2 separate regions of the Cyprinus carpio genome follow, and region 2 is linked to region 1. The links are chromatin contacts, called in public Hi-C maps. All regions are on one chromosome and are shown on one strand. The core of a region is the stretch at or near the end of the contact, and the rest is flanking DNA. Distances in the headings are between cores, read along the strand shown.

Region 1 (4,447 bases), core at 789-3,288:
GCATTGTTCAAACAAGTACAAGCTAGAAAGAGAAGGGAATAATTAAAGAGAAAGACAATTTTTTTTAAGGATAAAGTAGCTTATTTATTACGAGTCAAGTAGTAAATAATCATAATGGGGACATTCAGAGTAAACGGGATGTCTCTGTGCTTAAAGAAATTTGACGAAGTGTGCGGACAGACTGCTACTCCCCGGCAGCATGTATCTCACAGTCACACAAGTGCTGTAGTGACTCATTGGCACAGTCCCCCGTCTCCTGTCAAGTCTTCATAAAACACGATACACCAGACTGCATTCAGTCAGGATGAGTCCACAGCGACTGCCATTCCTGAATTATTCAGAATGACTGAGAGCAAGAAAAAAAAAAAAAAAAAAAAAAAAAAAAAAAATTCACCTAGCAAAAATAATCTGAATTTGCTTCAGCAGTATGAAGCAAAATGAATCTAGTTTCTGTCAAAGCATCCTCCAGTGTGTTTTCCTGCAGTCAAATTAGGGGTATTTACAGCTGCTGGTCAAACAATAAAAAAGGAACTGAACTTGTGTTCAGTTATTTATTATACACAAGCTTTGGCTGTAGTAAAAACAATCGTGTTATAGTGATTTTACAGCACAGCAGCTGCCAATTGTCCTGCACCAGGCCCACAGCAAAGCCTCTCACTGACACACTTCATTTCACTTCTCTTTAGCTTCTTGTTACAACATTCAATCATGATATTAGGCCAATCTTTGGGTCTCAATCATGAAACCTGAGCAGAACAAACTCAAAGTTGTTCATAAAACTCCATGCAACAGTTTACACAAGAATGGTTTTAAAAACTATTTATACAAATTTGTTACGCTTGTTTCCTGACGCATGCACTTTGACTAATAATGTGAGTACAAGTAAAATGTGATTAATTTCTCAGTGGTACGGCAGAGCATTACTCCAGCTCAACTAGTAGAGAAACAAGATCAGGGGTTCAATTCCCAGGGAAAACACAAGCTAATGAAACATAAAAGCATCTGCCAAATGAATAAAAATGTCCACAATGAAATGCAGCAGTTCACAAAAAGCATATCATAAGCCATTTCCTAAACACACACACACACTATACCTACATGTACTCAAATTTAAATGCCTGTACAACAGGAAAATGAAGACACTACAAAAAGAACCACTGAACTGTTGTTTGGTAACAATGAATTAAAATGAATTCACAGAAAGCAATAAAAAAATCTTGAATTTTTAGAGAAAGAAATGTAATAAATTATATAAACAAATGTCATTATCTTTTTGTCATACTTGAGATCTACTTATACTACTACAATAACAAGTATTCAACAAAGACTAGAAAAGAAATCCACAGTTTGTGGTTGGGGGGAAATGGAATCAGAAATCAGAAAATCTGTTGGAATCAGCAGCTGAAATAGTTTCGAAAATTAGTTTAGATAGTTTAGCAGCATTCTTTAGAAACAACACCAATTTCTATGGTAACATATCCAAAACTGTAAAAAGAGAAATAATAATAATAAAAAAAACACTTCTGAAGTCTTAAATACAGACTTTGACCAAAAAACAAAAAATTATATTATATTATATAATATTATATATATATATATAGAGAGAGAGAGAGAGAGAGAGAGAGAGAGAGAGAGATAAACCTCATATTTCAGCCTAATAAATGATTATGCAATGCTATATATAACTGTTATATAACAAAAAAAAACAAAACAGATACTTGCATAAATCACATAAATGGCACGTTTCAACTACAGAACAGCAATTTTCACCAAAAGGTGACAGGTTTTCAGGTATGAAATAAACTGAGTGTAGAACAAACTGAATATATATAAATAAATAAAAAAATTATACTTTTGGTAAACTAGGGGGTTTCCATTCTCCCACGTAGACCTGTCAAATCTCAGGACCCTCAGTGTTCAGATCAATCCAAGACACCAATCGTTTACAAGATGCTAATAGCTCCATCTGTAGTGAAGGTCCCTGGATTGGGCAACGGTCTGTGACTGTAACTCCAGAACAGGATGTGTGTGAGCAAGTTTTCTAGAGGGCAAATATTTCTTTTGCATCTGCCAGAGCCTGTAGCTGCTGTGAGAGTCTGTGGGTCTGACCAGCATTCTTTGTTCATGCTGTGGATCTCTGGAGAGCTCAGGATGCGGGAGTTCAGCTCAGAGTTAACTTCACTGTTCCGATCAGCTCTGTAATGGGGGACATCATGTCCAAGTCATACACAGAGCACAAGAAAAATCTTCAGTCTGAAGCCACAAGCACACACACAAAAGTACCCCAAGCTAAAAATACCCCCAACTGTGGAGGAAATGCAACCAACAACAGGGTGGGCTGGGGCTGAGCTGAATTACCCCGTGGGTCAACTGACATGACACATTCCACTTGTTTTCCGAGTCTAAAAGTATCTGTACACACACAAAGCAGTTGTTTATGTCTGACTAACAGCATTCCTGATGACTCACCTAGTGACGAGAGGAACAGTGGTCACATGACCACCGTATCAACCCTAGAGCTCAGACGCAGAAAAAGAGGGAACTGATGATCTGCCAGCGTGACTAGCCAGGAAAGAACGCCAAACTGTCGGTTACCAGTAAATGCTCGCTCATACACCGCTCCAGGGAAACATTTAGCGCCTACCTAAAAATCAAGTTTAAACTCATATAGACGAATACACGTCACACAAAGCTGACCTAATTACACTACACTTACACAATCATTTTAAAAAGCTGTTCTTTTGAACTTTCAACTCACCAGAGAATTCTGAAGAAAATGCATTATTTTCTTAAATATTAAGACACAAATCAGCATATTAGAATGATTTCTGAAGGATCACGTAACACTGAAGACTGGAGTAACAATGCTGAAAATTTAACTACATAAAAAAAAAAAAAAAAAATTTCAAATAAAAAAAAGTTATTTTAAATCGTAATATTATTTTACAATATTACTGTTTTTTGATTAAATAAATGTAGACTCAACCCCAAACATTTCAACAGTGGTGTATGCCTGAATTTTTCGTATTCAACAACGCCAATGCTATAATCTCATTCTAAAGCACGCCGTTCATTACAGACAACAATTTTGATCCATCCCTCAGTCTGTAAGAATAATGGAAAACTTTTTTAGGGCCCTATGAAATACATTTCTTTTTTTCCTCACATTCCATTTTATATTTATCAGATTCCATTTTAATAGTTAATTTTTTTTTAACAATCAAAAAGTATGTGTAATTAATTTAATTCATAAGAATAACAATTTATTATAGTTTTTTACAATAATAAGAAATTCTGCACTGTGTATTTTAATTTTTCTGTTGAAAGCATTAAATATGAATTTAATTGATCTTTTAATCAAAGTTAAACAATTAAACCTGATTAGTATTTCTACATTAGAATGTGTATTTCTGCCACAATTTCTTCCAATTAAACTGAGTGTTTAATTGGATGTGTTGCCTTCAAGACCTTTGAGTTTCTGTATGTATACGATATGATGATTTACATGGCCAAAGTCATCAAGTCATTCTTTTAATAGTCTCCTATTAAAGTATCAATCCAAGTGCAATGTGGTTTCACATTGACTGACTAAAAACATTAAATATATGCAATTTCTGTTTATTTTATAAACCACATTGAGTCAAAAGATGAGTGACAGCTATGTAGCTTCACTGTGAATGTGAACTTTGACGCACATAACGGTCAACAGCAGTCTACTCATAACTGCTGATGGTTAATGTGCCTCCAGTTGCTAATATTTCTTTTATCAAACAGCATAGGCTGTTGGCACTTGTTTGTTTACAGTACAGAGACTATAGATAATACTATGTCAAACACTTGGTTTACTGTAAGCTGTGCTGCAATTAAATACGACTGATGCATCAGAAATGCTGTTGACAGAGCTTAACTAGAACTTACCCAGAAGTTTCCTTTAAAGCTCAAGAGGTCTCTTGAATTCACCTAACTATTAGGGCTGTCGCAGTGAAGGAATTTCCCTTGCAGTAATTTTGAGTGGCTCAATAGCGCAATATATGGTATTTTCGCCATATATACATAACAGAACATATGTGTTACAATATAACGAGGTCATATTCAGAAACCAATGAAACCGAAACCAAATGGATCTGAAACAGGAAGTGAAGTATACAGAAGAGAATGACAAAATAACGATCCACATAACAGAACATAAACCTGACAATAAGATTGTTAGGCGATTGTTAGCCTATATGTATGACAGTTCGTTCTGATCCTCGAATCTGACTGGACAAGAGATTTTCGAATGATATTTCCACCTGTGCGTTCTAGACGGGCTGTCTGTCAATCTCTAAACCATTCATTCAACTACACGTTCAAAAATGCTAATTCATTCAAAGAGAGATGTAAAGAAAAACACTGTTGAAATCATTTTAACTTTGAGTGCCACATTAGAAGGCTCAGCTGACCAGCA
Region 2 (4,447 bases), core at 1,008-3,507, 33 kb after region 1:
CTGCCTCGCACACAAGCTCAGGTGAATAACTGACAGCGTTTACTGACTGTATTCAACACACTGAACACCCAAACCTGTCCACAAGCAGACACACGTCTGATATTTCTGCTACAAATCACAAGATTCACTCTGAGCTCAAACCGAAAGCGCAGCGAGGCTATTAAACGCTGCTGACCAGGGCTCCGAGCTGATGCCGTCTGCGACTAAATACACTTTAATATAAAGAATAGTAATGTTAGCGACTTTGAAACGGAAAGATACAACTCAAATACGACTACTGCCTCTCGCACATTTTTTTTAATAAAAGCTAAAGGTTGTGCGTTTCTCCGTTACACGGCGGAGCAACACAAAATGGCGACCGTGGGCAGCTCAGACGAGTCCTTATGCTCAAAGTCGCTAAAACACCGAGGGCCACACCATTACAGTCCGATTAAATGAGCTCATATGCATTCAAAACATTTGTTAAGGAAATGTAATGCGGCTGAGACACTGTAATAGTCATGAAAAGTGGGGGAATGCGCTGCACATTTCCTCCGAACATCACCCGCTACCAGTGCTAACGGTGTATGACACGGAATTGTCCGGCGTCGTGTAACGTTACGTATCACACTGTGTGTGTGTGTGTGTGTGTGTGCAATCACAACACACACTAGTCTCACCCCAAAGCGTGAAACAACCACGGCCCGCGATTAATACTCATCTGTCAATGTCAGAGGCTCGAAACGAGCGCAGATCACATGAACCCGACTTAATTAATCTGACCGCGCGGAAAGTGTACGCTTATTCTCGTTCAATTGTACGTCAAATCCTCCGGCATTCCCGCACAGAGAAACGTGAGATCCTCGCGTCAAGCTGCGCAGAGCAGGGACGCGATCCTGTGCTAGCACTGGACAGCCAACGGCCTAATGCTAATAAACAAGCTCAGAGCCCTTCGTTAGCCGCTTTCTTTGACGCACACGCGATGTACACGGGGAAATGCGGCGCTAAAACACAACAGCGACCAGCCCAAGAACGCAAGCATACCCAAACTGAGCCGTTATCACGAATAAGTTAGTCTTTCCTAGCTGCTAGCGTTAGCACTCGGCGACACACAGGCCGCTTTCACCGCGCGCAGCAGTACAATCATTTCAGCGCTGACTAGCGCGCTTGACCGCTGCACGAAACGACGCGGCGCATGCCGGGACAATCAATAAGAAATAAACGCTTTGCGTGAGTGGAAAGGTCGCTTGTTTGTTTACCTTCTTTATTTTGTTGTGAGGGCGCGCGGGCTCTTTCTCTCCCACAATCCAGAACAAACAGCTCGAGACGTCGGTGACGTCATGCGCGCGGAGGACGCACAGGACGTGAGGACCGCGAGCGCCGCTGTCACACGTGTGAGCGATTATTTAAACCCGCTCAACTCTGATCTCCCTTCCGTTTGCTGTGCGATCGCTCTTATTTAAACGACCCTGCGCCTGAAATAACAATAGAAGTGCGTGATGAAATCACGATTTAGGAAATAAATTCTACTGTTTGTGAAGTAACTTTAAAAAAATATCTATCTATCTGTCTATCTGTCTGTCTGTCTATACGCAAGACTTGATGCCACTTAAAGACATTAAAACAAGTAGCCTAAAGGAGTGTATAAAGCTTTACTTGTAAATATAAAGACTTATTTCTACAGTTCTGACTGATTTTAAATTATCATTTTGGCTGCCCTTGAAATGACTCAAAGCATTAACAATTACCTGAAGTAAATATGTTTTAAGGAGTAAATATGTTTTTAAGCTCATTTAAGGATCTGAATTTATTGCATGGAGCGAGAACATGCCTACAATGAAAATGCACTGAGATTTTAATCATAAGAGAGTGCATTATGAGTCAGTGAAAGAGAACAAATGGGGAAAATAACACCTATGATCATTTTTAGGGAAAAGTGGGGCCTAGTCTCAAAATATACCATATAATTAAAAACAATGAGTCATTGTTACAACATGTGGAAAGTGTTGAGAAACATGCAAGCATTAGAACTGGTAAAATATGCCCTTTTCACAGACTGCAGGTTCACTCAAGGTTGTCACCTTAAAGTCAAATTTTGCAGAGAAGTAGCCTTCATATTTATGATTTATGCAATCTGGTCATATTATTTGGAAAAATTTATATAATTTAGATTTTATTTGTTTATTTTTTTGTAACTAAAATTAATTAATTAAAATATTAAACAAATTAGGAATATAAATATTTAGACTACATATATGCATTGAAGTTAAGACAGCCGAAGATTAAGGGAAAAATGCTTGTAATTAAGCCAGTCTCCCAGACCATTTATTTGTGGTACAAAAATAGCTCAGTGACAGTTGTTTCCACACAGTCACATGGGGTTTATTTTGAAAGGTGGACTTCTCCGAAGGCAAGGGACATTTGCTACACAGAGCCCGTGTCTCTAGCCTATCTCTCTCCTAATTATCAAAATTAGACATGAGCAATTCTTTAATGCACCTGCTTTTATTACCAACACGACTAAGCTTATGGATTCTCTCTTTAGTGTATTACATTCTGGTGTACGGCACAGCTGGAATCACCGCTTGTTTGGTTCTGATCCGAATTGCCTGGACTGGATTTAAGGATCCATATGGGACCTTTCAATGGACCGCTCGAGAGAGACCCCCAGACTGCCTCAAAGACCCTTCACTTGGGCACCACGGGTATCTGAAGGGCAGGGTGAGAGGATTTATAGCCTACTGAAGAATATTCTCAATTATTTATCTGATGCCTTTAAAACATTGAACAAAGTTATATGTAGAACATCATTATATATACTGTCGAAGATGTAAATAAAACTATTATTGGAGTGAAAAAAATACGATTTCAGTCTTTCGACTTAAAAAATGTCACTTTAAATCAATTTGTTACTTGCCGTTTCTTTGTAAGTTTATGAAATCTACAAATAATTTCTGAGTAAAATTTGTTTTAAAGTAAATTATCTGATCTGAGAGCGTGATCTGTGTTCGTTCTTTAGTGAGAAAGGTGAATGAAAGGCGAATGAAAGGCTGAAGCATGATCCATGTCCATGTCTTGTGCTCTTGCGCCACCTGTGTTTAGACACAGAACACGACGTTCCTCAATCTATTCCACATTCCTTTGTCTTTACTCAAATCACACTTAGCAGCGTTCATTAGTCAGTGTTTATTTCCAATCTTTCTCAGATTTGATAAGATTGTGATAAGATTTCATAAGATTGCTGGAATAGTGATTGAAAAGAGTGGTGATGTATTCGCAGTTTCCTATTTATTTACTTAAGTTATACGTACTTAGTTTGCTTAGTAGTAGTTTTGTGACATCTTTTTCTTGTTCTTCTTCTTTTTTTTTTAACCCTTTAGAGCTCGGGCTTGAGGTTTCATTATGTAACCAAAGGAGACCACAGAAAGCCTCTAATGCTGTTTCTTCATGGTTTCCCAGAAAACTGGTTATTTCCTCATTCATTTTCTATTTCTGCTTATTTTATACTGTAGACCTGATGCAGTAAGTTTTGTAAAGTGTCTCTGCGTATTGTTTTCTTCTAAGTGAAAGCATTCAGACATTTCAGATATAACGTTAATAATAATGATTTAATTATATTATATCAAATTGTTGTTGCAATGTGGGTGTGTTTTATATTTATATAAAATATATTAGCATTTTATTTTACTAAATGCATTTATGTGTAGGTACTCCTGGCGTTACCAATTACAGGAATTCAGTAGTAATTACCACACGGTGGCGCTAGATCTGCGTGGCTGTGGAGATTCTGACGCACCTGTCCCGCTGGAGGAATATTCACTGGACACACTCTTATATGACATCAGAGACACCATCGATGAACTGGGTACTTAATGACTCACTATATCACAAATGAATAGTAGCAGCCTCTGACCATACATAAAGGTTGGGCAGATTTGGGGTCGTATTTTAGGTTATATGACTAACCTATAATTATCTGCTAATAGCAGTTATACATTCAAATGACTGAACACATACAGAACACTTGCGTAATTCAGCCTGAGTGTGGCGCTTTAATATTAATTACCGTCCTTCCATACATTGTGCATACATAGAATTATCGTGAAATCTTAGAATGAATGGATAGATCAGGCATAAATTAAAATTCTGTCATCATTTACTCACTCTCAAGTTGTTCGGAACCTGTATGAGTTTCTTTCTTCTGTTAAGCACAAAAGAAGATATTTGGAAGAATGTTGGTAACCAAACAGCTGGCGGTAGCCATTCACTTCTATGGTATGGAAAAAATACTATGGAAGTCAATGGGTACCGTCAACTGTTTGGTTACCAAAATCTTTCAAAATATTTTTGTTTGTGCTTAACATAAGAAAGAAAACTCATACTGATAAATGATGAGAATTTTAATTTTTGGCTGGAATGTCCATTTAATGTAGTATTTATTGTGAGTGAATATTGATTTTGAATTTTA

What was found. Hi-C and Micro-C count contacts between places; a contact is called where the count stands out from the background.
Region 2: a Hi-C map of skeletal muscle shows a contact between it and region 1, with 4 times the contacts expected there. The contact joins the promoter of LOC109044870 here to the enhancer-like site in region 1. A contact is called at or near these places in 2 of 8 Hi-C or Micro-C datasets (both in skeletal muscle).

The regions. Positions count from the first base shown.
Region 1 is chrB3:12,683,448-12,687,894 of ASM1834038v1, forward strand. The region is part of intron 1 of brd4 (bromodomain-containing protein 4); the gene reads right to left. Among protein-coding and RNA genes, the nearest start is that of brd4, 12 kb to the right of the region's middle. Within about 2 kb of position 2,039, at least 2 of the 8 cell types and tissues checked have an H3K27ac peak or open chromatin away from gene starts, as enhancers often do. A contact at or near this core is called in skeletal muscle, where this site is marked.
Region 2 is chrB3:12,716,638-12,721,084 of ASM1834038v1, forward strand. LOC109044870 (epoxide hydrolase 4) reads left to right here and starts at 2,258. Exons shown (of 6, transcript XM_042719763.1): 1 at 2,258-2,700; 2 at 3,360-3,445; 3 at 3,687-3,844. The coding sequence starts at 2,458. LOC122136488 (a long non-coding RNA gene) reads right to left here and starts at 1,407. Exons shown (of 3, transcript XR_006154169.1): 1 at 1,239-1,407.